2 separate regions of the Rattus norvegicus genome follow, and region 2 is linked to region 1. The links are chromatin contacts, called in public Hi-C maps. All regions are on one chromosome and are shown on one strand. Each heading gives the region's core, a stretch centred on a gene start, on an enhancer-like site or on the middle of the called end of the contact. The rest is flanking DNA. Distances are from core to core; before and after follow the strand shown.

The links. A called contact is a pair of places that touch in the nucleus more often than the background predicts.
Region 2: a contact with region 1 is called in a Hi-C map of liver, with 3 times the contacts expected there. The contact joins the promoter of Elovl6 here to the enhancer-like site in region 1. A contact is called at or near these places in 6 of 12 Hi-C or Micro-C datasets (the A7r5 cell line, Schwann cells, hepatocytes and 2 more).

What each region holds. Positions count from the first base shown.
Region 1 is chr2:220,637,430-220,644,518 of GRCr8, forward strand. It overlaps the pseudogene Psmb7-ps1. Among named protein-coding and RNA genes, the nearest start is that of Dcm5, 35 kb to the right of the region's middle. Within about 2 kb of position 3,817, at least 2 of the 93 cell types and tissues checked have an H3K27ac peak or open chromatin away from gene starts, as enhancers often do. A contact at or near this core is called in hepatocytes and liver, where this site is marked.
Region 2 is chr2:220,733,387-220,740,229 of GRCr8, forward strand. Elovl6 (ELOVL fatty acid elongase 6) reads left to right here and starts at 4,709. Exons shown (of 5, transcript NM_134383.3): 1 at 4,709-4,765; 2 at 4,916-5,036. The coding sequence starts at 4,948.

The sequences.
Region 1 (7,089 bases), core at 2,567-5,066:
TGGCTGTGGCCTGGTGGGAGCACTGCCTAGCATGTATGAGGGCCAGTGTGTCACCAGTCACAAGTCAGGAGCTAGGGGAGAGGTGTGACCACATTGTCCCTGCCAACCTATTTCCTTGACCTCGTGCATCCAGCCTCCAGAACTCTAAGCCACCTAGATTTTGGTACCTGGCTGTAAGAAATAATAAAATATAGATGAATATAGATGAAAGGGCACAGGGAACCTGGAGTCTCCCATATATGGGGTGTCACTGAAGGAGTGACCTCTTAAGAAAATAGTGGCTCGGGGTTGGGGATTTAGCTCAGTGGTAGAGCGCTTGCCTAGGAAGCGCAAGGCCCTGGGTTCGGTCCCCAGCTCTGGAAAAAAAGAACCAAAAAAAAAAAAAAAGAAAAAAGAAAAGAAAAGAAAATAGTGGCTCTTTTCTTTGGGGTGGTAAAATGTTTCAGTATGCAAGTGCTAGGGGTAGTGTGTCCATGACATTGAATGCTCTACACATATACTTAAAGGTAACTATGGGATATGAGAAGTTCATCTCAATTAAAAATAACAGAGATGGGGTTGGAGATTTAGCTCAGTGGTAGAGCGCTTACCTAGGAAGCGCAAGGCCCTGGGTTCGGTCCCCAGCTCCGAAAAAAAAGAACCAAAAAAAAAAAAAAAGAAAACAAACAAAAACAAACAACAACTTAAATCTAGGAGAAAATAAGAGACCAAAAAAAAAAGCAAAAATAACAGAGATGCAGGAAAACGGAGATGGAGAGAGTGGGAGTTTTGGTAAAGACTTTAAGACAGAAACTACAAGGACAGGCCACATGGGCTGTTCTGTTGGTTTCCTTACAGCAGATGCTCAGGAAATACACTCAGTGGATAGAGAGGAGAAAGGATTCCACCCTTTCATCCAAACAGTGTGAGCAAAAGGCTGGTTCATATTTTTTAAAAGAAAATCTTTTCATTGTGCACATTTTTTTGTTGTTGTTGAAAATGGACTTTTCCCTATAATGTAGTTATTGTCTCCCTCCCCTAACTGCTCCCAAATCCTCCCCACTCACCCAAATCCCCCCTTTCATTAAAAAACAGTCATTGTGGATATTTTAAACACAAAATATTAATAATGAGGCAATAAGTCTCCACACAACTATCCAGCTTTGATGGCTACCGGTATTTTCCCAGCTTTTTTAGTTGTTTTGTTCTTAACACAATGACTTTTTTCTTATTTCTTTAAGATTTATTCATTTTATATATACTGATGTTTTGCCTTCATGTATGCCTGTGTAAGGGTGACAGGCCCTCTGGGAGAGGATTGAACCAGGATCCTCTGGAAAAGCAACCGGTGCTCTTAACCTCTGAGCCAATCTCTCTCCAGTCTGACTTTCTTTTAAAAAAACAATTATTGTACAAGAATTTCACATGCCTTTAATTCCAGCACTTCGGTGGCAGAGGCAGGCAGATCTCTGTGAGTTTGAGGCCAGCCTAGTCTAGAGAGAGTGTTCCAGGACAAGCCAGGACTGTACACAGAGATACCCTGTCTCAAAAACAATCAGAAAATAATTTCATAAGTACATATGATGTGTGTTGATCTTATAGCCTTCACCTCCTCTCCTGCTGCTCCCCCCACACGCTGCCCACCACTCTTTCCTCCCACGTCCTTGTAATTATTATTCGTTTTAGCCCACTGAGAGTCTGCTTAGTGCTGCCACTTTGTGTGTGTGAGTGCTGAACCATCCCCTGGAGCTGGAACTTGGACCACATATCCTGAAGAAAACCATCTCTCTCCCCTAAGCATACTACCTATATAGGACAGCCATCTAGATAATTGTCTTCTTTTGTCTTCTTCCTGAAGACCAGCATCCAGATGTCATTTTCTTACCCACTGCCAGATCGTTTTTACTTTATCAGTCTAATTGCCCCTGTCCCTCTCAATATTCTCGATTGGCGGGCAACATGACATACTGTGAAAACTCTCAATTGCGAATAGCTCCTCTGATGGGGGAGGGATTTTGTGAGCTCCTTCCCATCCATGCTGGGGATTTAGCTGGCTTAGATCTTGTGCAGGTTTTCCACAGGCAGTTACAGCTGCTCGTGAGTTCATGTCTACAACAGCCCCGAACAGTGAATGACCTTCTCCATGACATTTTCACATACTCATATCATGGTTTACTGAAGGCCAAGACAGGAGGATCACTGTGAGTTTGAGGCCAGCCTGGAATAGAGTAAGATCCTGTCTCAAAGAGAGCTGGAGAAAGAGAGGGAAGGAAGAAATAAAGGAAGGCAGACAGACAGAGGAAAGGTGGGAGCAAGGAAGGAGGCAGAGTAGGGAGGGGATATTTTTAAACCCAAACCAACATCTATCAATCAAGAAGCTGGGATATCCTGAGCTAGAGAAAGGGACAACTGGTTGACTTCCCATGCCCCCGCCAGCGGGGACCCAGTTATTCAGGGTTCCGAAGGGGCGCTACCCTTGGGCCTAATAGGGAGCGAGAGAAAGAGACCAAGCATGATTCTATTGTCAAGGTCTCCTTTATTGGGATGAACGTTACAGTTTTTAAGGCTTTCAAGTAGGGGGAGTGACCTTTGTGAAACTTGAAGGAGGGGGAGATGAGGGTATAGGCAGTGATAGCTGGAGGCAAAGAGGTCAGGCGATGAGGTCAGGTGGTGGAGACACCAGGTGTTGACTGTGGAGATAACTGATTTTTGCTTAGGCTGAAGCATCCCATGAATGTTATCTTCCTGTGCCATAATTCATGGGAGAGGCTCTTAGAGGAGTATGTGTGGCCAAGAGTCACGTAGCCACTTTGAGCTATACAGTCACAAAATGGCCAGACCCAAATCCAATATGGCTCACTACATTCCCACTCACCCTTGAATATGCTAAATCCAGGCTGGAGAAGTGATTGACCTTTGTGACAATAAGACCAATGATTCTTGCACTGGTCTGTAAAACTAAATCCCAAATGCCTTATAATTGTACTCAGAAGTGCTTTGTCATGCATCTTAAAGGAATAACCCTTTGAGTCATTTTTCCAGAATTATTCTAGCAATGCAATTGAGAGAAGAGGGGGAGAACCAGAGGCAGGGGGAGCACCTGGGCTAGTTCAGTAATCACCGATGGGAAAGACAGCAGTGCAGGAGATGAGAGTGACCGGACTGCCATTACTTGGATGTGAGTGCGTGGAGGAAGATACAAGGGTGAAGTGGGCACTGAAGCCAGAAGTAGAGGCAGGAGGATCTCTGTGAGTCTCGGGCCAGTCTGGTGTACACGGTAAGTTCTAAGACAGCCAGAGGTAAGTAGAGAGACCCTGTCTCAAACAAACAAAGACAGGAGGATGATTCAAAGTTTGGGGCTGAGAATCTGGGAGAATGGAGTTGCCTTTAGCAGAGATAAGAAAAAATGTGGTGCATAAGGTTTGGCAGGCGGAAAAGGAGGGACAGGAGCTATATTTAGAACCTTTCTTCAGGACTAGGGACTGAAGAAAGACCTTGGCCAAATGCTCTACCACTGAGTTACATCACAAACCTCTTTTTACTTTCCATTTTGAGCCAGGGTCTTACTAACATGTCCAGGCTGGTCTTAGGTAACTCTGAAGTCCAGTCAGGTCAGGCTTTGAATTTTTACTGCCTCAGCTTTTCCGGTAGTTGGAATTAGAGGACCATTGCAGAAAACTAGCCTAGGAGAAAGTTCAGTTTGATAAAAGGAGGGAGGAGGGGGAGGGGGTGAGAGAGAAAAAAAGTTGAACATTATCTTTTACCTTCAGTGCAGTGCACACATGTGCGAGCAAACACAAAAATGGAGGGGAAAGCAAGCAAGGAGGGAGGGAGGGAGGAGGGAAGGGAGGGAGCGGGGAAGGTCTTCCAGAGAGGTTTGGGCAGCATGTCACTGGTACACACTGAAGAGAATGTCACCACCAAACAAGGGAGAGTTCTGAGAAAGCGGCTGTCAATCATTTCTTGCAGCCGGGCTCACCTAGCTTAAGCACACATCATGCAAATGTGTGAATACGTATTTCTCCTGTTCGGCTGAATAATTATTCATGCAATTCCTTGTACATTTTCAGAATGCTGGTCTGCTCATTACTCTCCTAGGGATGGGATCTCAGAACTAAATAGATGCTGACACCATCAGTTTTCTCATGAGCATGGTGAACGCCACCCCCCACACCATCAACCCAGAGGGAGTAAAGGACACAGGCTCTTGCACCAGGCTCTGGGTGACCTCTCTCTTTGGCCAGAGGCATTCTATGTGCATGCCTCCCTCACATGCAGACACGGAGCCCAGGATGGTGTGAGCAGGGGCATTGCCAAGATCCTGATTGAACTGGTTTCAATGTTGATGCTGGGCCCAACTTATCTTTGCTGCTTCAACAAAACAATCAGCTAGAGAAAACAAACCTCTGAAACAATTCAGTGCAGTGTTGACATCGCCTATTTCAAACTGCCAGGGCTATTGTTTAAAATGTGCCCCACATAAACCAGTAAGCCTGTTTAAATGACTGAAATCGAAATTGGGCTGCAAATGTCAGCAACTTGATGAGAAATACATAAAGGATTTTGCTCCTCTGTTTCAGGAGCTCTGCTTTCCCTGAGGAGAGGAAAAAAAAAAAACTTCCTGTTGTGTAAGACAGACAGTTTAACTATACATTTACATTCTTAAAATAATTGATCTCTATCGTACATCTTAACTTCTCTATTGGTTATTTGTTTATTGTTCTGTTTTGTTGAGACAGGGTTTCTCTGCATAGTTTTGACTGTCCTGGAACTCACTCACTCTGTAGACCAGGCTGACCTTGAACTCAAAGATCCACCTTCTTCTGCCTCCTGAGAGCTGAAATTAAAGGTGTGTGCCACCACCTCCCGGCTGATTTCTTTCATTTTGTTGATAAATGAGCTCTTTATTAGAACAAGAAGACAAAACGGTTAGATAGAACCCATAGATTATACAATGAGTTAGATTTAATTTAAATTGATTTCCCTCCTTTAATTAAACATAGATTCTATTCTCATACAGTGTAATCTGAATATAGTTTCCCCTCTATTTACCCCTTCCAGTTCTTCCCCACCTCCCTTCCATCCTTAGATAACTTACACTGTAGCTATCTTCAGACACCAGAAGAGGGCATCGGATCCCATTACTGATGGCTGTGAGCCACCATGTGGTTGCTGGGATTTGAACTCAGGACCTCTGGAAGAGCAGCCAAGGCTCTTAACCACTGAGCCATCTCTCCATCCCCCTTAGATGATTTTTGAAAGAAATGAATACAATTCATTATTCAGTAGTTAAGTTGAATATAAATGCAGAGTCAAAATTAATAGATCAGGAGCTGGTCATCGTGACTCACACGGGTGATCTTTGCAATTGGGAGGTAGGGCAGGAGGATCAGAAGTTCACAGCCAGTTTCAAGTATAGAGTTCAAGGCCAACCTGGACTATATGAAACCTTGTTCAAACATACACAGAGAGAGAGAGAGAGAGAGAGGGAGAGAGAGAGAGAGAGAGAGAGAGAGAGAGAGAGAGAGAGGGAGAGAGAGAGAGAGAGAAACAATGGCTTATTCCTTTACAAATCTTGGCCTGTGTCCTCCCCCCTGTAACACGGCACACATCAATCCTACCTCAGACCCTGTGTAATCAACCACCATTTGCAGGATAGGTACACACCCAAGTGTTCACTTCCTTGTGAGAACAAGGAAGAGGTGATTACACAGTTTGCTTTTTTTTACCCACGCAGTTGATAGTTTCTATTGTCTCTCTTACTGGTTGCCTCAGGTGTATTTTGCATGCATCCCTCTAGGGCTATCACGGTCTACTGCACATCCCACACTGACAGATACAGTCCCTTTGAACCGTAGTCACTTGCTGCCCACTGCTGTTTTGTACCAACCAAATCAAACTATGAAAGCATTTTTAAAAGGAAGCACCTGTCTCTAAATAAGAGGTAAAACTGATGAATGAGGGAACGGTCATCTAAACACAGTTAAGACCATGAAAACAAACCTCGGCAGAACTCTCAGTAGGTACATCTAAAGGAGATTGTCTCTCCCACTCCCCCACAAATACAGAATTGAGTGTGCACTCAGGCAGAGGTTCCAGAAAATGTGTAGGTTTTCTTGGGAAGATGGCGGCTGTGTCAATGTTTCAGCCTGTCGGCGCCAGCACCGACCTGGTACCGAGAATCGGGCGAAAGCCTACGGGATGAAAGAAACACACACACACACAGAGGTTATCGTGTCAAGCCAGGAGAGGAAGAGAGAGAGAGAGAGAGAGAGAGAGAGAGAGGAAGAGCGGAAGGAAGAGTGAGAGTGAGGAAGAAGAGTGAGAGTGAGGAAGAAGAGTGAGAGTGAGAGGAATAGTGAGAGTGAGGAGGAAGAGTGAGAGACTCCTGTAGCTTTATTCACCACTTATATACCCAAGTCTTCAGGTAGAAAATGTCTGGGAAGCACAGTGGGAAACCCTGGCTCGTGACTACCTGGCTCATGACTTCGGTAACAAAAGACCAACTACGAGACCTGAATTAATTACGGAGAAATCCGAGAAGACCAGCCTAAATCTCAAGGATAAAGGCTGAGGAAGTAAAAGGCAGAGGTAAATTGACCACCACCCAGGTGTGGTCCAGGTGTGTCAGTTCCACATGCATCAGCCGGGCTCAGCAGAGGTCATGCAGTGGAGATATCGGGTGTTTACTACTTGGTCTTTTCTTCCTGTGCCGTAAATACATGGGAGAGGCCTCTGTCCAACAATCCCATAACTTTTACTGTGGCCATGCAGTTACAAAGCGGCCAGGCCCAAATCCAATATGGCACTACATCAGCCACTGCTTGGAGGCTTTTCTTTTGATAATTGCCACAGGAATGCATCTTGAAAGCTGATTTTGAAAAAAAAAAGGGGGGGGGGTCAAACTTCCGAAAGCTTGGAAAACTGGCACTACCATCCCCGGGGTGGTCTATAAGGATGGCACAGTTCTTGGAGCAGACACAATGGCAACTGAAGGGATGGTTGTTGCTGACAAAAACGCTTCAAAAATTTACTTCATATTTCCTAATATTTATTGCTGTGGTGCTGGGACAGCTGCAGACACAGACATGACAACCCAGCTTATTTCTT
Region 2 (6,843 bases), core at 3,459-5,958, 97 kb after region 1:
CTATATATTACAAAAACCTTGCTGGCCTTGGAATGTTAAATAAGTCTGGAAAACACCAGACTGTGGTGGCGCACTCCTTTAATCCCAGCACTTTGGGAAGCAGAGGTGGGCGGATCTCTATGAGTTCAAGACCAGCCTGGTCTACAAAGTAAGTTCCAGGACAGTTAGGGCTGTTGAATGTAGAAATCCTGCCCTGTAACAAACAAAAACAAACAAGCACGACCATTTTAAATGTTTTATTCCTAAAATTATGTTACATATAAAAGCTTTTGGTGTTTCTTTTTTAGGTAGATAAGTGTCTCATTATTTTCTCTACTGCCCAACTAATTTCTGTTGATTTTTTTTTAAATGAAATACAAGTACTTTGGACAATTCAAGTAGTGAAGCAAAATAAACAGTGGGAACGTTACATAAGAACTCCGATAGACAGTCTGCTTCCTGCTCTGCACCAAATATGTAAAGCCACAGCAAATCACTGTGGCTTTTGTTTGTTGCGAGTAGCACAGGTTAGCCCCCAAGCTCACTAGGTAACTGAAATTACCTGTCTGGAATTTCTGATCCTTCCGTCTCTTACTCCCCAGGGCTAAGATTGCAGGCATATATATACCATCACACTTGGCAAATCTGGGGGTTTTCTTTAGAAAAAAAAAAAAAGAATACGCACAGTAGGTCACCCTGCCCCCATCTTTCTTTCTATCCAGACGGGGTCTGTCTGTGTCATCTAGGCTGCAAGCTGTACAAGAATTTGCTTGTGTCTGTACCTCAGGCTTGCCTTGAATGTATGCTCCTCTCATCTTACTCTCTGGAAGGCTGGCATTATTACCCCGTGACTCTCACACCAGGCCTGTGTCACGTCTTCATCTTCCTTACACATGCAGCGGAAGCTAGGCCCGATGGTGTACACCTGTGACCTTAGCTACTCTGTAAACTGAGGCAGGAAGATCCCGGCTTCTTCTTTTTTTTTTTGTTTTGTTTTGTTTTGTTTTGTTTTGTTTTGTTTTGTTTTGCTTTGTTCTTTTCAAGGCACAATTTCTGTGTAGCCCTGACTGTTCTAGAACTCCCTCTGTAGACCAGGGTGGCCTTGAACTCAGAGATCTGTCTTCCAGTGCTGGGATTAAAGGTCCGTGTTACCACCGCCCGGGCAGGAGGATCACGACTTCAAGGCAAGTTTATGTATTTGAGTGAAACCATCCTCAAAATGAATATTAAAACCACACAAGATCCTTCCTCATCTGAACATGCTTTCAGTGCCTCTGCCCACCCCCCACCGCTGCATCGTAGTTAGATGAGATCTCAATATCTTAGTTCATTTAGGTCCCAAGGTTAGGACCTCTCCATTCTCCAGTCATATCACCCACGGGTGGGTGGCTCTGTTAGGGCACTGGTTGATATGACACTCCTGGTCCTATAATATATTCTTTATCAATAACCTGACAGCATTTCATCCTCAATCCTGCAAATTCAAAGTAATCAATTGCTTTCATTTTTGGAGACCAGGTACCGTTTATATCTTATTCTGACTAGAAACTGCTATGTGAGCCAAGGGGTGGTGATGCAGGCCTTTAATCCCAGCCCTCAGGAGGCAGAGGCAGGTGGGTCGCTGTGAGTTTCAGGCCGGCTTGGTGTACAGAGTGAGCTCCAGGAAAGCCAGGGTTACTGGGTGAAACCAGTATCTCGAAAAACAAACAAAAACAAAAGCTATGTGCGAACCCTCTACCCCCTTTATCAGTATCACAGGGCTTTTGCATTTGGTCCCCGTAAAACTGTAGCAGGTGGGTGGCTCTATGTTAGGGCACCTATCTGTGTCGATAGGGCATTCCTGGTTCTGTGCAGTATGCTGTTTAATTTTAATCTTTGTGTTTCACTCTAGAAACTCTCAACAGTAGGCAGCAGCTGGAAGCTTACATCATCGAAGTTGGGCAAAGAGCAAAGAGAAGTTGAAGTGGTACAGAGTCTTTAAACTTTCAAAGCAGACCTCCAGGAACACACTGCCCCAACAAGGCCAGGATCCTAAGACTCCCCGAAACAACACCACCAACTGGGGACCAAGCACTCCAAAGGCCAAACCTACAGGGGCATTCGAATCACTATATATTACATAAACCTTGCTGGCCTGAAGCTCTCTCTGCTTGTAGACCAGGCAGGCCTCAGGCTAGTGGTGATCTGGCCTCTGCCTTCCTAGGGCTGGGATTACATTGGCCGAGCCTGGCTTTAGTTCCTTTTCCCACTCTTCTGGTGTCTCCCTCACTCAATCATCCAATCACTTTACCAACAAGCAAGATGGCTCAGGCCCTGGCATTAGGCTGAAGTCTTTCTTTCATCAGCCACCTCCACCTTTCAGACTGATTTTGCCAAGTGTTCAGTCTTGGGCCTTCTTCAAAGTCATTCAGGGTGACCTGACACATGGCCCTGTAAGAGCAATCCCTACCCAAAGAGATAAGGGAATCTTTACATGGAATCTTTGAGGTTTGTCAGGGGACACTAATGCCCTAATCATCAACCAGACCTCTGCCTGATGTAATACTCTACAGGATTTCTTTTAATGCTGATTTATTTATTTACTCTGTATGTCTGTGTCCTCTCTCTCTCTCTCTCTCTCTCTCTCTCTCTCTCTCTCTGTGTGTGTGTGTGTGTGTGTGTGTGTGTGTAGGCAGGGTTGCTTCCTTGTGCAGGGGAGCAGGTGCATGTGGCCGAGGCCAGAGCTACAATGGAGTGTGCCATTCTCAAGACGACTCCCTCTTCATTTTAGAGACAAGGTCTACTGATCTCAAAGCTCCTATTTTACATTTGCCTGGCTGACCAGCAAGCATCAGGAACTTCCTGTCTCAGCCTCAAGGATAGCCTTACAGGCAGAAGCTACCCTTAGCTAGCCTTTTGTAGGTTCTAGGAATCTGAACTTGAGTCCTCATGCTGAGCCATTTTTCCCAAAGTGATGGCAACACCCCTTTAATTCCAGCACCAGGGGGGCAGAGGCAGGCAGATCTAGGAGTTGGAGGCGACATTGGTCTACAGAGCAATTTCCAGGATAGCCAGGGATACTCAGAGAACCCTGTCTCAAAAAGACAAAAATCCAATGACATAAAAACTCCAGGCGTCATTCTGTATCCCTGGCTGACCCGGATCTTGTTACTAGACCAGGCTAGTCTCAAACTCACAAAGATCCACATGCTTTTGACTCCAGATTGTATTAGGATTAGGGGTATTCTCTCCCCTGTCCCCCGCTTTAGACTGGGGGGTGGGGCAAGGATGTCACTGTGAAGTTCAGTCTCACCTTGAATTTCTGGCAATTTTACTAGCACCAATCTTCCTGCCTCAGCCTCCAATGTCTTGCTGGGATTAATCTAACTCTGAATGAAGTGCTTACTCTTCATTTTAGTTGGTATGTGGGGAAATGTACACCATAGAGGATAATTTCTTTCTGGTTCTAATGTACATATTTTTAAACTAAGTAGGTTATTAGCTGGGCTGTGGTGGCTCAGGCCTTTATCCCAGAACTTGTGAGTGAGGAAGAGGCAGGCGGATCTCTGAGTCTGAAACCAGCCTGGTCTACAGAACCAGTTCCAGGACAACCAGGGCTACACAGAAAAACCAAAAACATTTAAAAAAAAAAAAAAAAAAGGGTTGGGGACTTAGCTCAGTGGTAGAGCGCTTACCTAGGAAGCGCAAGGCCCTGGGTTCCGACCCCAGCTCCGAAAAAAAGAACCAAAAAAAAAAAAAAAACAAGATAAAAAAAATCCATCTTGAAAAATCACAAACTTTAAAAATATAAACTAGTAGGTTGCCATATTGCTCTCACTTCGTTCTTCCTTTAGGAAATGAAAATACCATTCCCGGGAAAATAAGAGGAGTGTTTGGGAAAGGTAAGGTTAAAACGATATTGCTGTGAGCTGGTGTTCAGCGGGATCAGCATTACGTTCACCCCTCTCCTACATTAATTTGTTCTTCCTAATTTCACAAGAATAAGGCAGAACTAAAGTAACTCATACAGGTTTTGGTATTAGACCAGTAGGTCTAATTCTGTATGCTAAATTCCTTTCCTCCATTGTTCAATAATATCCCCTCCAGGTAGCCAAACCCTCCATCTAACTCTTTCTTGCCCTTCCACGTCTGCCTTCCAGTCACCCTTGACTTCCCAAGTCATCTTCCTCAGGATCCTATCTGCACACGACCTTAAGGTTCCGCGGGCCACCTGGCCCTGTGGTCAAGGTAAATCCACGCCTAAGCTGCCCGGTAGAGGTGGTCTCAGAAAGTGCTGCGGGGTCGAGGGGGTGAGGAGAGAGCTCGTACGACGTGACCCTCTCATTCATTTGCCTGGAGTTCTCATGCCAGAGGCCTGGCAGGTTCTACTATTTCCCAATCGTTTACTCGCCAAGATTTCGGGTCCACGGGCCTCCCGGCTGCGCCTCGCACGCTGAAACTTCATTCAAAGGCCAGGCAGGGAGGCCCACGAGGTGGTAAATGGGCTGATGGATGACCTCAAGGCCACTTCCTCCCTCTTGGCGCCCTTCCCCCAGTCCACTGACCACCTTCTTGTAAACAAAACTGTCCCCCAGGGCGAGGGGAGGTCTTGCTCTTCTGCGCCCTCTCGCGCAAAGGGTTAATTTTCCGGATCGCACGAGGGGGAGGAGATTTCCCTGTAGACGAGTAAAAAGCGTGATGGACAAACGTGCGGGCACTAAGACCGCAAGGCATTCATTTCCTCCTACGGTGGATGCGGACGCTGGGAGGAGAGCCCCTGAGCTAGGAGCTGGGAGCCGAGGCGCAGGCAATGCTCAACCCTGGATGTAGCTGAGGCTGGGAGAGAGATCGGCCAGGAGACTGACGGCGGGGCAATACCTAGGGGGGTGGGTGGGGGAAGCAGACAGGAGAGCACTCAAAATAAAAGGCTCTTTACAGATTTTTTTATTTTGTATAGAGAACACGTAGCGACTCCGAAGATCAGCCCCAATGAACATGTCAGTGTTGACTTTACAAGAATATGAATTCGAGAAGCAGTTCAACGAGAATGAAGCCATCCAATGGATGCAGGAAAACTGGTAGGTGATGCTTTCGCGTGATACTGTCCCCGGGAGTGCATTAATGTCGGTATTCCCAGTCTGAGCGTGAGCGGAGCGATGGATTGCCGGCGGTAGCCAGCAGATCGCGGAGTTCTAGGGTCTCATGTCTGCAGGAGACTCTGAGGCTGCATGAAGCGTGTGTTTTGGGGGTGCCCTGTGTGAGCTGCGGCCACGCGGGCATCTTTGTGTAGATTATATAACGTAGAACGTATAATATGTGTACTTGGAATGATTTACGGAGGACGGAGGCATGTTACAATCCAGCTACCCCACCTGTGCTGTCTGTCTCCCTGCTTTCGCTTAGATTTGGGGGTTCTGCTTGGCCTCCCGCAACTGGAGCGTGCAAGGCTGTGGAGGGAGGACCGGGTCTTCTCTCCCTTTAACCCTCTTCAGCCCGCCTCTCTCTGGTCCTTTCCCTCTCCCCATCCCTCGTGTCCTTCCTTTCTCCTTGTAGTTCTTCCACTTTACTGCCCTCCCTTGACTGCCGCCTCCAGCCATAGATGCCCAAGGGTCCTGGACCCCTTCCCCACTCAGATTACTTTCCGGTTTCATAAAGACATCGGGGAGGAGGGGACAATGAAAACTGCAATAAAAATGAATGAACCGGAGCAAGTGGAGCCACGCCATTATTAAGTTTCTGTGTAAAGGAAACGCCTTTTGGACACGCTTGTCTGTGCGGAGCGCCAGTTTAGGTACTAGGAGGCTCTTGCCCGGCAGTCTTGGAGGTCTTTCCCCAGAACTTCGAATGCTGGAAAACATCTTGTTTACTGAGTTCCTCCTGTCAGTCTTGAAAAAAAATCCCTGTGTGGGAGGCGATCCAGTGTCACCTTGCAATATTTAAGAAGGGAGCTCCCTCCTTCCCGTAGACTGAGCAGTGTTGGAGACCTTTCCCTCTGGTTTAGTGCGAGCCCCACGACCTCCCCACCCCCACCCCACCACCCCCTCTGCGCAGCGGCCGGCCCTCGGGGGGCTTCCGGACTCGGGGAGGTTCCGCTGCCGCGTGCGAGGGCGCTCGCGACCTGCCTTCCCTCCCTCCATTCATCAATGGGAAACCGGAGACGCCGGCGCTCCCGGGCTGGGGCGGGTGGTGGCAGCCGCCCGGGGAGTTGCGGGAGGCGGAGGCCGGGAGTTCGCCTTCCCCAGCCGGGTCCGGAGCTGGCGGCTCCCGCCCCTTCCCGCCCGCCGGGCGCGCGCCCACCCTTGGCCTTCAGCTTGCGAGTTGGGCCCCTGGGCGGTTTACGGCGGCGACCGGGCGGAGCCAAGACTCCGGGGCGCGCGAGTTTGGGCTGTAGCATGGCGGCTGCCTGCCTGAAGCCCCGAACCCCAGAGCCACCTTGGTGCGGTCGCCCGCGTCCTCCAGGAAGCCGAGGCCGAGGGCGCAGGCCCGGGTCCGGGGCGGGATTGCACCCGCGGGGAGTCTGGATCGCCCTGTAAGGGGGCGGCCATTGGGACGCCGGAGCGCTGCAGGAAGCCCAGCCCCCTCGGGCTGGCGTTCAGGGGGCTTGGAGGTGCACTTCCGCTAGGGGTTTGGAGGGCGGTGACCTGAGCTCAGCTTGCCAGCCTAGGGCTCCGGTCTTCTCTGAGACTGTTTGTCACCGTCCCTTGCAGGGCTCTAGCCTGCCTTTCTCTGCCTTCCTCTAGTAGCCCGCTGCTCGCGTTTCCTAACATGCTGTCTCTAGCTTGCTGCCTCCCGGTTGGGCCTGCCATTCCGGAGTAGGCTTTCCCAGCCTCTGCAGGCGCATGGCACTCACTGCCCGCCCTCGCTGCTGCACCACCCTGGTGCATA